4 separate regions of the Mus musculus genome follow, and all the other regions are linked to region 1. Evidence: chromatin contacts called from public Hi-C, Micro-C and promoter capture Hi-C data. All regions are on one chromosome and are shown on one strand. Each heading gives the region's core, a stretch centred on a gene start, on an enhancer-like site or on the middle of the called end of the contact. The rest is flanking DNA. Distances are from core to core; before and after follow the strand shown.

Evidence for each region. Promoter capture Hi-C pulls out the DNA fragments that hold promoters and counts their contacts. Hi-C and Micro-C count contacts between places; a contact is called where the count stands out from the background.
Region 2: a Micro-C map of embryonic stem cells shows a contact between it and region 1, with 1.4 times the contacts expected there. The contact joins the promoter of Cpeb1 here to the promoter of Homer2 in region 1. A contact is called at or near these places in 9 of 39 promoter capture datasets (the 3T3-L1 cell line, the HPC-7 cell line, embryonic stem cells and 4 more), 3 of 484 Hi-C or Micro-C datasets (cortical neurons and embryonic stem cells), 2 of 115 datasets of contacts at active chromatin or transcription factors (astrocytes and embryonic stem cells) and 2 of 9 other capture datasets (embryonic stem cells and liver).
Region 3: a contact with region 1 is called in a Hi-C map of muscle stem cells, with 2.5 times the contacts expected there. The contact joins the enhancer-like site here to the promoter of Homer2 in region 1. A contact is called at or near these places in 4 of 39 promoter capture datasets (the 3T3-L1 cell line, the C10 cell line, the HPC-7 cell line and 1 more), 2 of 484 Hi-C or Micro-C datasets (embryonic stem cells and muscle stem cells), 1 of 115 datasets of contacts at active chromatin or transcription factors (embryonic hindbrain) and 1 of 9 other capture datasets (liver).
Region 4: a contact with region 1 is called in a promoter capture Hi-C map of embryonic stem cells, with 20 read pairs. The contact joins the promoter of Hdgfl3 here to the promoter of Homer2 in region 1. A contact is called at or near these places in 1 of 39 promoter capture datasets (embryonic stem cells), 3 of 484 Hi-C or Micro-C datasets (embryonic stem cells and forebrain) and 2 of 9 other capture datasets (adipose tissue and liver).

Annotation. Positions count from the first base shown.
Region 1 is chr7:81,705,301-81,708,605 of GRCm38.p6, reverse strand. It overlaps Homer2 (homer scaffolding protein 2), which reads left to right and starts at 1,681. Exons shown (of 9, transcript NM_001164086.1): 1 at 1,681-1,847. The coding sequence starts at 1,843. Gm32579 (a long non-coding RNA gene) reads left to right here. Exons shown (of 2, transcript XR_391652.2): 2 at 1-454.
Region 2 is chr7:81,453,236-81,456,540 of GRCm38.p6, reverse strand. It overlaps Cpeb1 (cytoplasmic polyadenylation element binding protein 1), which reads left to right and starts at 1,783. Exons shown (of 12, transcript NM_007755.5): 1 at 1,783-1,907. The coding sequence starts at 1,893.
Region 3 is chr7:81,478,441-81,481,745 of GRCm38.p6, reverse strand. The region is part of intron 4 of Ap3b2 (adaptor-related protein complex 3, beta 2 subunit); the gene reads left to right. Among named protein-coding and RNA genes, the nearest start is that of Ap3b2, 14 kb to the left of the region's middle. Within about 2 kb of position 1,800, at least 16 of the 459 cell types and tissues checked have an H3K27ac peak or open chromatin away from gene starts, as enhancers often do. A contact at or near this core is called in embryonic stem cells and muscle stem cells, where this site is marked.
Region 4 is chr7:81,932,904-81,936,208 of GRCm38.p6, reverse strand. It overlaps Hdgfl3 (HDGF like 3), which reads left to right and starts at 1,750. Exons shown (of 6, transcript NM_013886.4): 1 at 1,750-2,270. The coding sequence starts at 2,187.

The sequences.
Region 1 (3,305 bases), core at 432-2,931:
AGGAGCAAAGAGATGGACCTCCCAGCCAGGGCTTGAACACCACTGGGCTCCTTTGCTCAGAGTCTTGTTTTCCATACCCCTAACACACATTTGCTGGCTCCTGCTTTTGATCCTCCTACTTCTGGCTTCTTTCTGGGACTTTACCAGTGACCCCTTCCCTTCAGCACCTTGGCACAGCCCTGGTCTTTGGAATTCAGCTTGTGTTAGAAGAACTTCCTCTGGGGCTGACTGTTCATTAGTCTTGGCTCTAAACAGAGTCACCTGTGTGCACAGATCCTGACCAATTTTGTATAGATAGGGCTTGGTCTGTTTACTTATTCATTCAACAAATATTGGTGGAAGACTTTGAATTCCCATTGTAGGTAGTAGAGGTTACAATTATGGGCAAAAAGCCACATCTTTCTAAGAGTTTGCAGGTGTGTCTGGAATATTAAACCAATAATTTTACACGAGATACTACTAACAGTAAGTGCAAGGAAGAAAAATGGACCGGAACAATGCCATCCACGGCCTTCGGTTAAGCCCCTAAGGGACGCGACAGTGTAACAGTGATCTGAAGCACATGTAGGAATGAAGGGGAAAAAAATCTTCCCAGACAGAAAGAAGAGCACGTGGGTAGGCTGAGAGAATGGCCAGCTGGCTGGAGTGCGGCGAGCAAGGGCAAAGTGAGAGGGCTGGAGGTGGTAGTGGACTGGCCAGGCTCATCCCAAGGACAGTGGGAGGGGAGCCTCAGATCAACTTGTATTTCAGAAATTACTGACCACCGTTTAGAAATGGGGTGGGTGCTCTTGTGAGGTGAAGGAGCTAGGTAGCTAGTCACAGTGGCCTGAAGGGAAATGAGGGCAGGGGCACGGTGGTGGCCCTATTCCAGTTGCTTGTCCTTGCCTTCTCCTCCCAGTCCCTGTCTGTCCAGAGATGCCAGGCTTGTGTGGGCAATGTGTGCTCAGCCGAAGACAATCCCGTGGAAGGCCCAGTGTGGGGTGATGGTTAGGTTGGCTCCAGTGCTGGCCTTTGGTAGGGAATCATAGCCAAGCTTAAGGAAGCCTCTCAAATTTTGCCAACTCGCTATGCTGAGGGTGTGCGTTTCTGTCTTTACCCAGGGAAGAGTTCAGGGAACCTGCTTTGGGCTACAGAATCCTCCTTGCCATCTTACCCTCCAGGATTTTAAGGCCACTCAGCCAGACAGGTGGGCAGGAAGACGAAGGTGGGCATTAAATGGGGTGGGGAGCAAATCGTGGTCCTGCCCATCTCAGACTCTGGAGACGTGAGATCTAATCTGAGACTGTGACCTTGGTCACATCATTTCTCCTCCCTGGGGGGCTTCGGTTCCCTCATCTGCAAACTAAAGGTGGCCAAAAAGTCCCTGCCAGCTGCGACTTCAAGTCCAGCAGGTGGGACATCCCGTCCGAGGCGCGGCGCCAAGCTTGGCAGGGCGCGCGGGTGCGGGGTCGACACAGGAGAGGAGGGGGCTGCTGGAAGAAGCGGCGACTGCGCGGCAGCGCGGGGGACGCTGCACACGCTGCCGCGCCCCCAGCTCCAGGCGGGCGGCGGCGGCCCGGGGGCCACGAGGTTACGTAAGGAGCGGGCGGGAGGGACCGGCGGCTCCGCCCGAGCGCGGCCGCCCAGCCCCCGGCCGCCCAGCCCCCGCCCTCCCGCCCGCCCGCGCCTGGCGGCGGCCCCGACACCGGCAGAGCAGCCGCGCAGCCGGCGGAATGGAACGGCGCCGGGGCTGAGCCGGGCGCACTCGGGCCGCCGCATGTGCCGCGCGGGGAGCAGCTGCCGAGCGGGCGGAGAGCGAACGCCAGGGGCCCCGTCGGAGCGGCCGCACGAGCAGCGCCGGAGATGGGGTGAGTGAGCTCGCGGAGCGCCCGCGAGGGGCTACGGGCCGCCGGTCGCGTGCTGCGGCGGGAGCTCGGGGCGCCCCCGGCCTGGGCGCGGACTTTGCGCCTGGAGCCCACGGCCCTTCCCGTCTCAGCCAGCCGGGCGCGGAGACACCTGGCGGGGACCCGCACCCGGGCTGGTCTCGGCGCCTCGGCCATTCCGCGGTCTCCTTGCCCCTAGCGCGAGCAACTCCAGGGCCTGGGTTTGTGAGTGTGAAAAGCAGTTTGCCTTTCTTCACGGCTGCATTTACAGCCAGCGACATAGAAATCGAAGTTTTCCTGGAAAGGAAACACACCCAATAATAACCCTTCAGCGTAGGAATAGTGGACTTGTAGGCAGCGTTGAGATGCGACAATCTGTTAGGCACCTAGGTGAGGCTCCAGATGCTTGGGAGGGAAGTTGGAGCACTCAGTTGAAGTGACTAATGCTCCTGAGTATATAAAGTAATTTTAAAAGCAGGATTGATTTCTCTTCGGCGTCTCTCCGAGCAGTAGGCGCTGTGAGTCAGGAGCCACTGTGCTAATAACACAGTAACTCTTTACATCTGCTCGCCGATGTGAGCGCACACTCATGGTGTTTCAGTCTCTATGCGAGATATGGTTTGTGTGCTTGCTCTCCACAAGAGGAAACTGAGGCCGGTTTAGTTGGGAGACTTCTCCCAGCTTGAACAGCTGATACATTTGTAAAAGGGGAATACTTAGTGTGTGGTTGCTCACCGGCAGAAGCTAGGCCACTGCCTGACTGGCCATGAGGATGGTTAAGGACATCAGAGGTCTGTCTTCTGCTGCTGAGCCCAGTGTTCTTCAAACAGCCTTTCATGGGGCCCAGAGGCCTCTGCTGTGTAGGTGGTCTAGAGAACTAGCTTCCCTTTGGGGATGGGTGCCATGGGAAGAGTCATGATCGCCCTGGTGGCCCCACCAGCCCCTATGGGGCAGTGGCTTTACTGTGCTTAGCTCCAGACAAGCCTCAGGAGTGGCTTTCTCCGTGGAGCTGGTAGAGTTTTGGAGGGAGCAGAGGCAAGCAAGGTAGAGCTCCGGGTAGGAGAGCAGATGGCTGTGGACGCCAAGATGGAACAAGGGGGACAGAGGGCCCATCGGAAGTTTGCTTAGGAATATTGATGCCTATCCAAGAGACTTATGTTGGACGACTGGGAGGCCAGAGATAGACAGTCATCCTACCCAGAAGGCAGATTTTTGTAACATTTTCAGCCATCTCTCAGCAGATATGAAAGAACTCATCTTTGAGCAGAAGGAATCTTTGAGACGCTCAGGTTTCATAGTTAAAAAACAAAAGCTTTGGGAAGGAGTTGGCACACGTGGAAGGTAAAAGGACCTGGTGATTTTAACTCTTCCTCTGCCCCTCCCCCTCGGGTGACACAAAACCAGTGAGCCTACTTGCAAATCAGAAACAAATACTGAAACTCT
Region 2 (3,305 bases), core at 534-3,033, 250 kb after region 1:
TGAAGGATCACAAATTGGCAGCTACTAAGGTACATGGCGACCTTAAGATGAGATATTTTAGAGGTTTCTGATGCCTATCGGCTAACCTATTCCTTCCATTTAATTAATTAGTTAATTAATTAATTTATTTCCTTGAGGTAGACTTCCTTCAGACTGTAGTTCCTAACTGCCTTCGGATGCAAGGCACCCCTCCTTCTGCCTCATCTGTGATAGTATTGCAGTTATGGGCCTAAGCCACCATGGATGTCTTAGTCATAGATGCCATCGGTCTTTCCAGATATGCCTTGGGTCTTCAGAGCATCTCATACACCCTCACTTACAGTTCCCATGTTGTAGGCATCTAAGTGTGGCACCTCTCAGAATAGGAAGAGAAGAGAAGCAAGAAATACTAGGTTTGATTTATCAGGCCTATGCTGCCAAGATGGGGGTTGGGCTGCTCCTAAGGGGATGGGTTCTCCATACTGTAACCACCCTTTCTGCTTAGGACTTCAGTAACCCTTGGGAACGACCACAGAATGGAGACTAGCCAGCTGTCATTCAGCTCCCTCTGCACTTTAACTCCAGCATCTGTCCTCTTCCCCACCTTCTCCAAACACACTAGGCTAGGACCGTAGGCTTCCTTTCTTAATACCCTGGGCAGAAGCTTATACGTTCCTGCCTCACAAACCTGCCAGCAAGTTGGTAACAGCTTCTTCACCTGTCAGGAGGAACCTTGAGTATAATACGCGCTGAATAAAAAGTATAACATATAAAACACTTAGAAATGTTCAATAAGCTCTGTTCTCTTTCTTAACCAACCTAGTGGCTTATTTCCCACCTCCAACTCTCCAGCAACACCTTAAAAGAGACCTGGCAACTTCCAAGCTTGTTCACCTTTCCTCTAGTTTCCAGCTAGCTGCAGAATAAAAGCCCTTCAGAAACTGGGCTCGGGCTTCCCTCCTGTGGCACCAACACGCATTAGCTGGTCTTAGTCAGATTGAGCCTCTCAGTGCATTCCTCCCTCTCCGCCTTCCCTGGTCTGCAGCCCGGAATGCCATCTCCGCCTCTGCGCTCGCTTGGGCTTCCGGTCTGGTCCAGCCCTAGCTGGCCCATGACGCCTCTCGGAACAACAGCTTCGCTCACCCTGATCTCTTGCCCCGAATTTTGTCAGTAAAGCGTCCTGTCATTCTGGAGGGAGCGTCGGGAGCGGTTTCCCTGGGGAACTGCAATCCGAAGAGGATCACTGCTGTTTTCGGAACTTTCCCGAATCCCCTGACGCCTGCGCTCCGGGTTCCAGCTCGCTCCAGATGCAGTGGCAGTCGGTCTGAAGTGAGGGCGTGTCTGCTGCAGGTGGGGATGGGTGGAGGGGCTGGGTTCGGTGCCACCGGGGCTTCCACCCGAGAGGTCACTAGCAAAGGAGAGGCGTGGTTATACGTTTTTTTGGGGGGGGGGCGCACGTCACCGGCGCAGCGGGGCATCCCAGGGTCTTGTAAATCTGTAGGGAAACTGAGGCCCGCGGGAGAGTGAAATGGTCAGGGTCACCGGGCGAGGGACTTGCTCAGGCCTGAGCCCCCTCGGGCTCCGGGGAGGCAGTGGTGGTCTGTCTTGGCTCGAGCCTCAGAACTAACCCCCACCCCCCGTTCGGACCCCCAGGCCCAGGGTGGGCGGCGGAGCGCGGGTCTGGACGGCAGGAAGGAGCGCAGGGGGCGGGGGCGGGGACGAGGCCGGGCGGGGCCGACACAGGTGCTCCTCGTCAGGCCAGCGCCGCGGAGCTTTATAAGCCGCCGGGGTGCGGAGTCGTGCGCTGCTCGCTGCAAAAATAGTGCCCACGTGTGTGCGCGTCCCGCGCCGCACAGACCCGCCGGCCCGCGCGCCCGCCCGCCCGCCAGTCCCTTAGGGCCACGCCGGACCCCATGGCTTTCTCTCTGGTAAGAGCCGCCGGGGCGGGGCGGGGCCGGGCCGGGCGGGGCTGCTGTCCCCGCCGGCCGCCTCGGCTAACGGTCCGCGCGCAGTCTCGCCACTTCACAGGGCCCCCTCACCGCCGCCCGGGTTAGCGTCCCGGGCGGGGCGCCGGTCACATGCCCGCGGTCGTGGGCCTCGTGGAGCGGTGTGGGGCGCGCGGGGAGGGGCAGGGAGCTTCCTCGTGACTCAGGCCTTTGGGCTTAAAGGCGCCGCGGCCCTTCGGGGGCGACCGCCGGGGCCTCGGAGCTGCACTTGCACAACTCTCGGTGGCCTCGAACATACGTCCAGACAGGAGCCGGCCGCGCGGACGGGCGCCCGGACGCCAACACTTCCTTTTTCCGCAGCCGTCGCACGGGAGAGCTCGAGCGGCCGGCCGGCTGGCCGGCGGTGCCCGCGGCTCCCGTCTCTCTCTTTCCTTCTCTCTCTCTCCCCGAGAGTCGCCTTGGCGTCCCGCAGGAGGCAGGGGCTGGCGGCTCGCTGCGGGCGGCGCAGCAGCGAGCCGCGGAGACCCCCTCAGGCTGGGGCGGCGCAGGGGGAGACGCGCCACGACGGCGCTGACATGGCTCCTTTAAAGCCGAGGTCTCGGGCCCCTCGTGCGGGCCGCGCTCTTTCCAAGCCCGGGGAAGTCACGTGGCTTCACACGTTCGATTGCTCCCGGAGCCCTAGCCCCGAGGGTGGACCGGGCCAGGTGAGGTCGCACGTGCGTGTGACCGGGCTTCGAGGGCTGTCCCCGGGAGCCTCGCGGGGCTGGGGGGCGCGGGCCCGGAGGGGAGGAGGAGTTGAGCAGCCCGCGAGGGGGCGCAGGCGGGAAGCCAGCTAGTCCTCGGCGGCGTCCGCTTGCCTCACTCGGGCGGCCTGGCGGGACGCACTCATGTGGCCTCGAGGGTGTCGCTCAGCGTTTCTCAGCCAGCAAGGCCAGGTGTCCAAATTCGGGGGTGTCGGGTTGCAGATGGGCTCGCGTGGCCTCCAGCCCTGACCTCTGGTTTGGGGGAGCGGAGGCTGGACGCTGGGCGGGTAGGGCTGACAAGGCTGCTTCACTGGGGGCCTAGACGCAACGGGGTGTGTGTGGGGGGAGGCCCATGCCTAGGCAGGGGGACCCATGTCAGCAAAGAGCGTCCTCGGTGGGCAGCGCAGGCCACCCGTGTGGGTTGCTGTGCGGTTCCAGCCTCTCACGGTCACGAGCCTCATTTCCAGGGGGCTCTGCAAGGCCACGGTTCCTGCAAAGTGGCCCGCAACACCAGAAAGCACGGAGCACCTGGGCTCCAGGGTCCTATGCAGCCTCGTTCTGTGCAGCCTCGCAGGCGTTAGTTAGCACCGTGCTCTGTAGTGGCACTTTGTGCCTTGCAGGCTGACTCTGCCCTGCC
Region 3 (3,305 bases), core at 551-3,050, 230 kb after region 1:
AAAGAAATGGGCATAGTCATATTCTAATAAATCTTTATTCTAAAAAAAAAAAAAGAAATAAGCAGCTAATAGATTGGTCCTGAGGTCAGTGGATTAACAGCCTTTGTTGTTGAACATCTCTGATACATCTCCAGTGGCAGGGACCACACTCCTTCAGAAAGCCATAAGGCATACCCCTTGTCCTTTTTTTCAAGACAGGGTTTCTCTGAGTAGTCTTGGCTGTACTGGAACTCATTCTGTAGACCAGGCTGGCCTCAAACTCAGAGATCCACCTGCTTCTGCCTCCCAAGTGCTGGGGTTAAAGGCGTGTGCCACCACACCCTGCTCCATTTGTATCCTAACCACTCATTACATTATATTGAAGCTTCTGTACTATAATTTTTAAAATTTGGTTTGTCTCTTGTCTATCTCCCTTGCTTTTCATATGTATATACTTATTCTTTTTTAAAATTATATTTCTTTACTTTGGTGTGTGCAAGCGTGTGTGGTGGTCAGGGCTCCTTCCATCCTGTGGACCCCAGGAATCAAGTTCAGGAGAATCAGATTTAGTGACCGAGAGCTTTAGCCCCTGAGTCATCCCGCTGGCCCCCGTGTTTTCTCTTTGCTGATTGGTTATGCATTCCTAAACAATGAAGCATTGTTTTGTAAATGGTCTGAGTTTTCAGGCGCATTGTGTATTCACGGTTCTCCTTTCATCAGCTAACCTGAAGCCTTGTTTCTGTTTTTTTCTTTTTATCTACTTTTCTTTAAGCCCTGTGGTTGACAAACAGATAATCTGGACTTCTGTCATTCCGTCTCTGTGGGTGGCCCCCTGGGATCTCCCGTGAAACACAGTGTTATTTAATTAGTTTTCTGGCATCACTAATCCAGATCCTTGGCAGTGCTGGAGCTTGAACCAGGCCCTCACACTTGCTTCTGGGCTCCTTCCTCAGCCCCCCTCACACGCAGACCACACCCCCCCACGCCCTCTTCAGTCGTCGCCGTCCCCCCCCCCCCCGCCCCCCTCCGGTATTTCTTTTGGTGTTTTTAAACAGGGCTGGCCAGGAACTTGCCATGTTGTACAATGCCGTAACTCACAATTCTCCTTCAGTCTTCCTAGTACTGAGGCTAAAGATGTACACAGTCATATCTGGCTCATCCTCGGCCCTTTTTATTTATTTTTTATTTGGGGGCACAGCTTTACTAAGTTGCGCAGGGTGGCTTCAAACATTCAGCCATGCCTCTGCTTCTCTAGGAAAAGGGACTGCACGCCCCACATCAAGTCCACGGCTTTGAATGTCAGTTTTGTCCCTTACTTTGTGTCTCCGACCAAAACAGTGGCCGTTATTTGGAGCACGGCATCGGCTTGCAGTGTGTGGCATATAGTGTCTCCAGGTCATCAGTTTTGTTGATAAATTAAGTTGTGGTCTCATAGAACTCTATAGTCAGCCAGTATCTTTTTTCTATCTTACTTTGGAAGATCCTAAATAGCAAGGAGAAAAAAAAATTTAATAATACCTTTCATGTGTAAAGGGCTATGAGAATACACAGATAAAATATGCAGTATGGAATTTTCTGTAAGTGTGTGTTTTTCCTCCCAGCCCCAAGCTCCTGAAAATAATGACTCTGAGACTCAAATATATTTACAAATACCTAGGCCATATAGTTAGACTTATTCCCTGACTGGTTTATAATTTAATAATCCCATTATTCTAAGTTCTGCCATGTGCCTGTTTACCTGACTATCTTCCTCTATATCTGGGGCCCAGTCATCCTGAGCCTGGCTCTAGCCCAGAATCCTTACTGCCTATTGGATGTTCCACCTTCTATTTCCTGCCTCAGCTACAGGCCAATCAACTTGGATTGACAGGTGTTGCATCCATACAGAACACAAGAGACTTTCTCTACAAAAAGAAAGATCTACACTCTGCTCCTAAAATGCTAACGTGATGATGTGAAATCGAAGGCCTATATATCAAGAGGGGCAATGCAGGAAGTGTTAGGAAAGACTCCCAGAACGCCTTGCTGGAATCAAGAGCCACAGTGATAACATCTGCCAGCCTAATTACCTCTCCCCAAGTGAAAGCAGATGTTTTTGTCCCTGTGATCATTCCAAAATTTAAAAAAAAAAAAAATGGTAAAACAAAGCAGGCCAAGTTTTAGTGGTTGATGTCATACATTTGTTGAAGAAAATACAGGCTCCTGCTTTTCAAATAAGTGCTGTTAAACCATTAAAAACCAATTTCAGAATTTTGCCAGCGATTACCATCGTTCACCCTTGACTTTGTGGGTCTCTTTGTTCAGTTGAGAAATCAGGGTCACAGCTGCCTTCCTGTGTAGTGCTCCAGCTCACTTGTCTACCATTCTGCAGGATTAGGAGCTGGTTACAAGAAATGGTTCTCAACCTTCCAAATCCGTGACCTCCTGTGTTGACCCCCAAACATAAAACTGTTTTCGTGGTTACTTCATAACTGTAATTTTGCCACTGTTCCAAATCATAATGTAAATACCTGACATGCAGGAGATCTGATATGTGACACCCTCCCCCCCCCCCCCGGAAGCGGTTGAGACTCATTGGTCTATAACTACGGTAGGAAGATAGTGCTAAGCTCTGAGATCTGAGCAAGTGGATACATGCTGTTATCAGGCATGTATGGGATGCCGTCTGAACAGGAGAAGCCCACACGATGTGGGTTTTAAATATCAGAGAAGGGCAACTTTTGATAGGCTACTGGGGGAGGGGTGTGGAACGGTCAACTCTGGAAGAGAGCAGCCTGCATTTCTGGCAGGCTCTGGAGGTATATGGCAGCATCTGGAGGTATATGGCAGCATCTGGAGACAGATGCTGGCTCCTGAGAAAGTCTTTGAGAAGCTATGGAAGTTCTGCAGTTTTCTAACTTTCTGAAACAAAGCCGCTTCTTGACACACTGGTTTTGGCACCACGTTTTGGCAGCCAGAGCCAAGAGGTGGTGGCCCCAAGTGTTCAACAACACTGTCCCTGCTGAGACACAACACACACATCTACTCACCCCAGATAGGGAGCCCATGACAGACCAGACCAAAGTGTGGCTACCATCCAAGTCTAACCTGGAGAACCAATAAGTTTTATTGGGGTTACCTACAGGAGCAGAAATGACTCAAAGACAGCCACATCACCAAGGCCACCCCAGCCAGCATGGGTGACAGCTCACAAAAGCTGGGATCTTGGAGCCCACAGCACAGCCTGCAGGCAGCTCAGCAGGTTGCAGAGTGTGCTTTGCAGGTGACTCTGGTTTAAAGCTCTTGCAGGCAGCTGCTTCCCCCAGGCAGCTGGTCTGGTCTCAGAC
Region 4 (3,305 bases), core at 501-3,000, 230 kb before region 1:
CTCAGGGCCAGGCCCTATCTTGCAAACCTGCCTGTTCTTCACAGACTGCCTGGCCTTTCCAGATGCTAAAGATCCCGTTACTTAATCTGGAAACAAAGGAACCATATTTTAGTCACCATTCTTCCTACTACTTGCCACTTGTGAGTTAGCAAGATGGCTGAGACCACGTCTTCTCTCTCTTAGTGAAAACCCCGCTCCAGCCCCGCACCCTCAGATCAACCTCTCTTCTGGCCACCTGAGTACTCTTTAACACAATTATGATCACTTCCAGCTTAACTTCCTTGCATGGCTTCCACACTGATTCTCTCCCCTACTCATGACCGCCCAGAGCCCACAGGCAGCCTCGGCCATTCCAGCTTTGGACAGTTAGGGCTCTGGTGGCCTGTCAAGAGATGCGGCTTTGACATGGCACCTAGGATGTGTGTGATATGACTTGTAGACGTGACAAGCTCGTTCTCGGGCTATCACAGCCGGGGGAAAAAACCTAGACTAATTTTGCAGCGCAAGAGAGGACAAGGTGAGCCTATAGGGAAGGTGAGGGGTGGGTGCTGGAGAATTAAGAGATGCAAAAAAAGAAACAGCCAAGTACTGTGAACAAAGTAAACGCTCCTCGGAATGTCTCCAGACTCTACAGCCGGCCACTGGAAACCCATCACGGAGAGGCTGCGGTAAGCACAGCTCTCAAGCACAAGTGAGTGGGGCAGATGCTTGGAAAACCCACTTTCTACAGAGGGGAGAAATGGCAAAGAGGGCAATTCACAAAGGAGAGCTGTCTTCCCAACTAGGTGCAGCACCAGAGGACCTTTTAAAGAAGGCAAGATCACAGGGATCTTCCACAGGGCGCATTCATCCATTCATCGAGCAGATGCAGAAAAGAGTGAATTATTTTATTTACCTCTCACAAAGGAGAATGCTATAAAGATTCTCACTCCCAAAATGTCTTTTTGAAAGCAGTCAGCTGAAATCCAAATAAAACAATGGTGAATGCACACGTTTGTCGTAGACTTACTAACCTGTATAAAGAAATCTCTAGAAGCTGCTCTCCAGTATGTTACCAGAATTGAAAACAACTGATTTGACTTGTCAGGGTAAGTCCTTTGCCCCAAAATTATTGGCCCATGAAGGCCCCACACAGAGAAGCATAACTTAGGCTATGGGCACTGAACCATATAGATCCATGTTCAAAGCCCGACTGTGCCATCCTGTCGGTGAGGACTGGCCTTGACTCCAGTGAAGTCGCTTGCCCTAGGTGGGTCACACTGCATCATTAAGGCAGACCTGGGGCAAGAACCTTGCCCTTGTTCTTTCCAGGTACCTACTGACCAGGCAGCGAGTCCCCTGCGCAGCTATCCCCCATGCCTGGGAAGCCTTTGTCCCCCCTCTCCCCCAACTCACCAGAGAGCACCCGAGGAAGTGGCCCACGGGTAGGGGGCAGTCAGAAAGGGGGTGCAGTCCGCAGGGGGTGGGCGCGAGCAGGAGGGGAAAGAGGGGCGGCCGGGTGGTGATTGGCTGGGCTTCACCAGGCAGCTCCCGGCCAAGAACAAAAGAGAGCAGGCGGCGGGCGTCTTTGGAGTAGGCGCTCCCACCCGCGGGGCACCGGCTTCGCTGCTGCGGGAGGACGCGCCCACCAGCAGCCCGCGGAGCAAGCCAGGCGGCGCGCGCGGTTTCTCCGAGAAAGCCGGCCGTGCACCTAGGAATTAACCGGCCGGCGCGCGAGGGGAGGGAAGCGGGGCGGGCGAGGGGTGGAGGGGGGGAATGCTGAGCGCGCGCGAGAACAATAATAAGATCGTGTTTGCGGTCGCTGCCCGAGGAGGAATTCGGAGGAGGCGCGAGGCCCGGAGCTCGCACGGAACCCAGAAGCTCGGCGGGGAGGCGGCGGCTGCATGAGGCTGGCGACGCGGCTCCTGTGAGCAGCGCGCGGCGGTAGCGGCGGCGTCGGGACTCGGCGCGGCCGGACGCGGGCTCCCATCCCCCGCAGCCGGGCGGGGATCTGCGGGGCCTGCGGTGCCCCCCGCCCACCGCTCGCCTCGGCCACTGCCTCGCCGCTCTCCCTCGTCGGAGCGGCCGCTCGAGCGTTCGGCTCGAGGCCCCGCGGGGAGCGCGGCGCGGTTCCGTCGTCCCGCGGAGGGGCGGCCTCCCAGCATCTTCGCGGCGGCCAAGGACCGGCGAGCAGGAGAACGACCGGGATGGCGCGTCCGCGGCCCCGCGAGTACAAAGCGGGAGACCTGGTCTTCGCCAAGATGAAGGGCTACCCGCACTGGCCCGCCCGGGTGAGTACGGCGGCCGCGCGCGCGGGCCCGCCCGCCCACCATTTTCCCTTCATGATGGCGCGCCCGCCCCCTTTCCCCATCACCTCGGCTCGAGCCCGCCTCGCGCCTGGCCGCCGCCTGGGCTGAACCGCGAGCTGTGCTGCGCACCGGGCTCCGGGCCGAGGCGAAGGTTCCGGGCTGCGCCCTCGCCGGCTCGGCGGCCATCCTGACGCCCACGTTCGAAGGCGGGTTCGACCGGACAGGCCCGACGTCGCCTTCCTCATGGAAGCCGGCGGGGACCGGGAAGCGGGTCCGGGGTGGAGGCGCCGGCTGGCTCCCAGCATGGTCCTGAGTAGACGCCCTGATCCGGGCGAACGTCGAGGCAGGTAGGAGAGCGAAAGGCTGTCCCCCAGCCGGCGAGAGCCGGTGACGGTCAGTCCTGGGAAAGGGGATGGTCGTGCAGAGGCCAGCGGCAGTCTCATGGTAGCAATCTTCGATCTCAGAGCATCCTTCATCTTCCAGACTTGTTGAGTGTTTCCTGGGCGCGATCCCCTGTGCCTCACCTGCCCTCTCATTGTCCATTGCCTCCCTGGTGCCCTGGTTCTTAGAAACTGACACCAAATAGCCTGTCACTGGCTGGTGAATTCAAGGAGCTTCCTTGTGCCTTTTCACCTCCATATTTGTTTTAGGTCGGTTCCCGAACCTTATTCTTGGCCTCGAACCAAACCCACGACAGCTCTCTTCTTCCTAAACAGCAAGACTGTCGCTAGGTTTTCTCTAGAAAGCATCTGCATTTAATACACAGCATTCAGTATTTTTATTCCGATCCTTACTGAGGAAGAAGCACTACCGCGTCTGTGCGCACCTTATGTTGAAAAAAAAAAACAATCACTTTCACCTTCAATTTGTTTAAATTTAATAGCTGGCGGTTGACTGACTGAAAAGAATACAGTTAAAAGATAGTTAAAGCAGTTTGGAGACAATGCTGGGTATTCTTGAGGAACAAAAATAGTCAAGGGAGAAGCTGACAGAAATTGGGAGCTTGGGAGCGTGAAC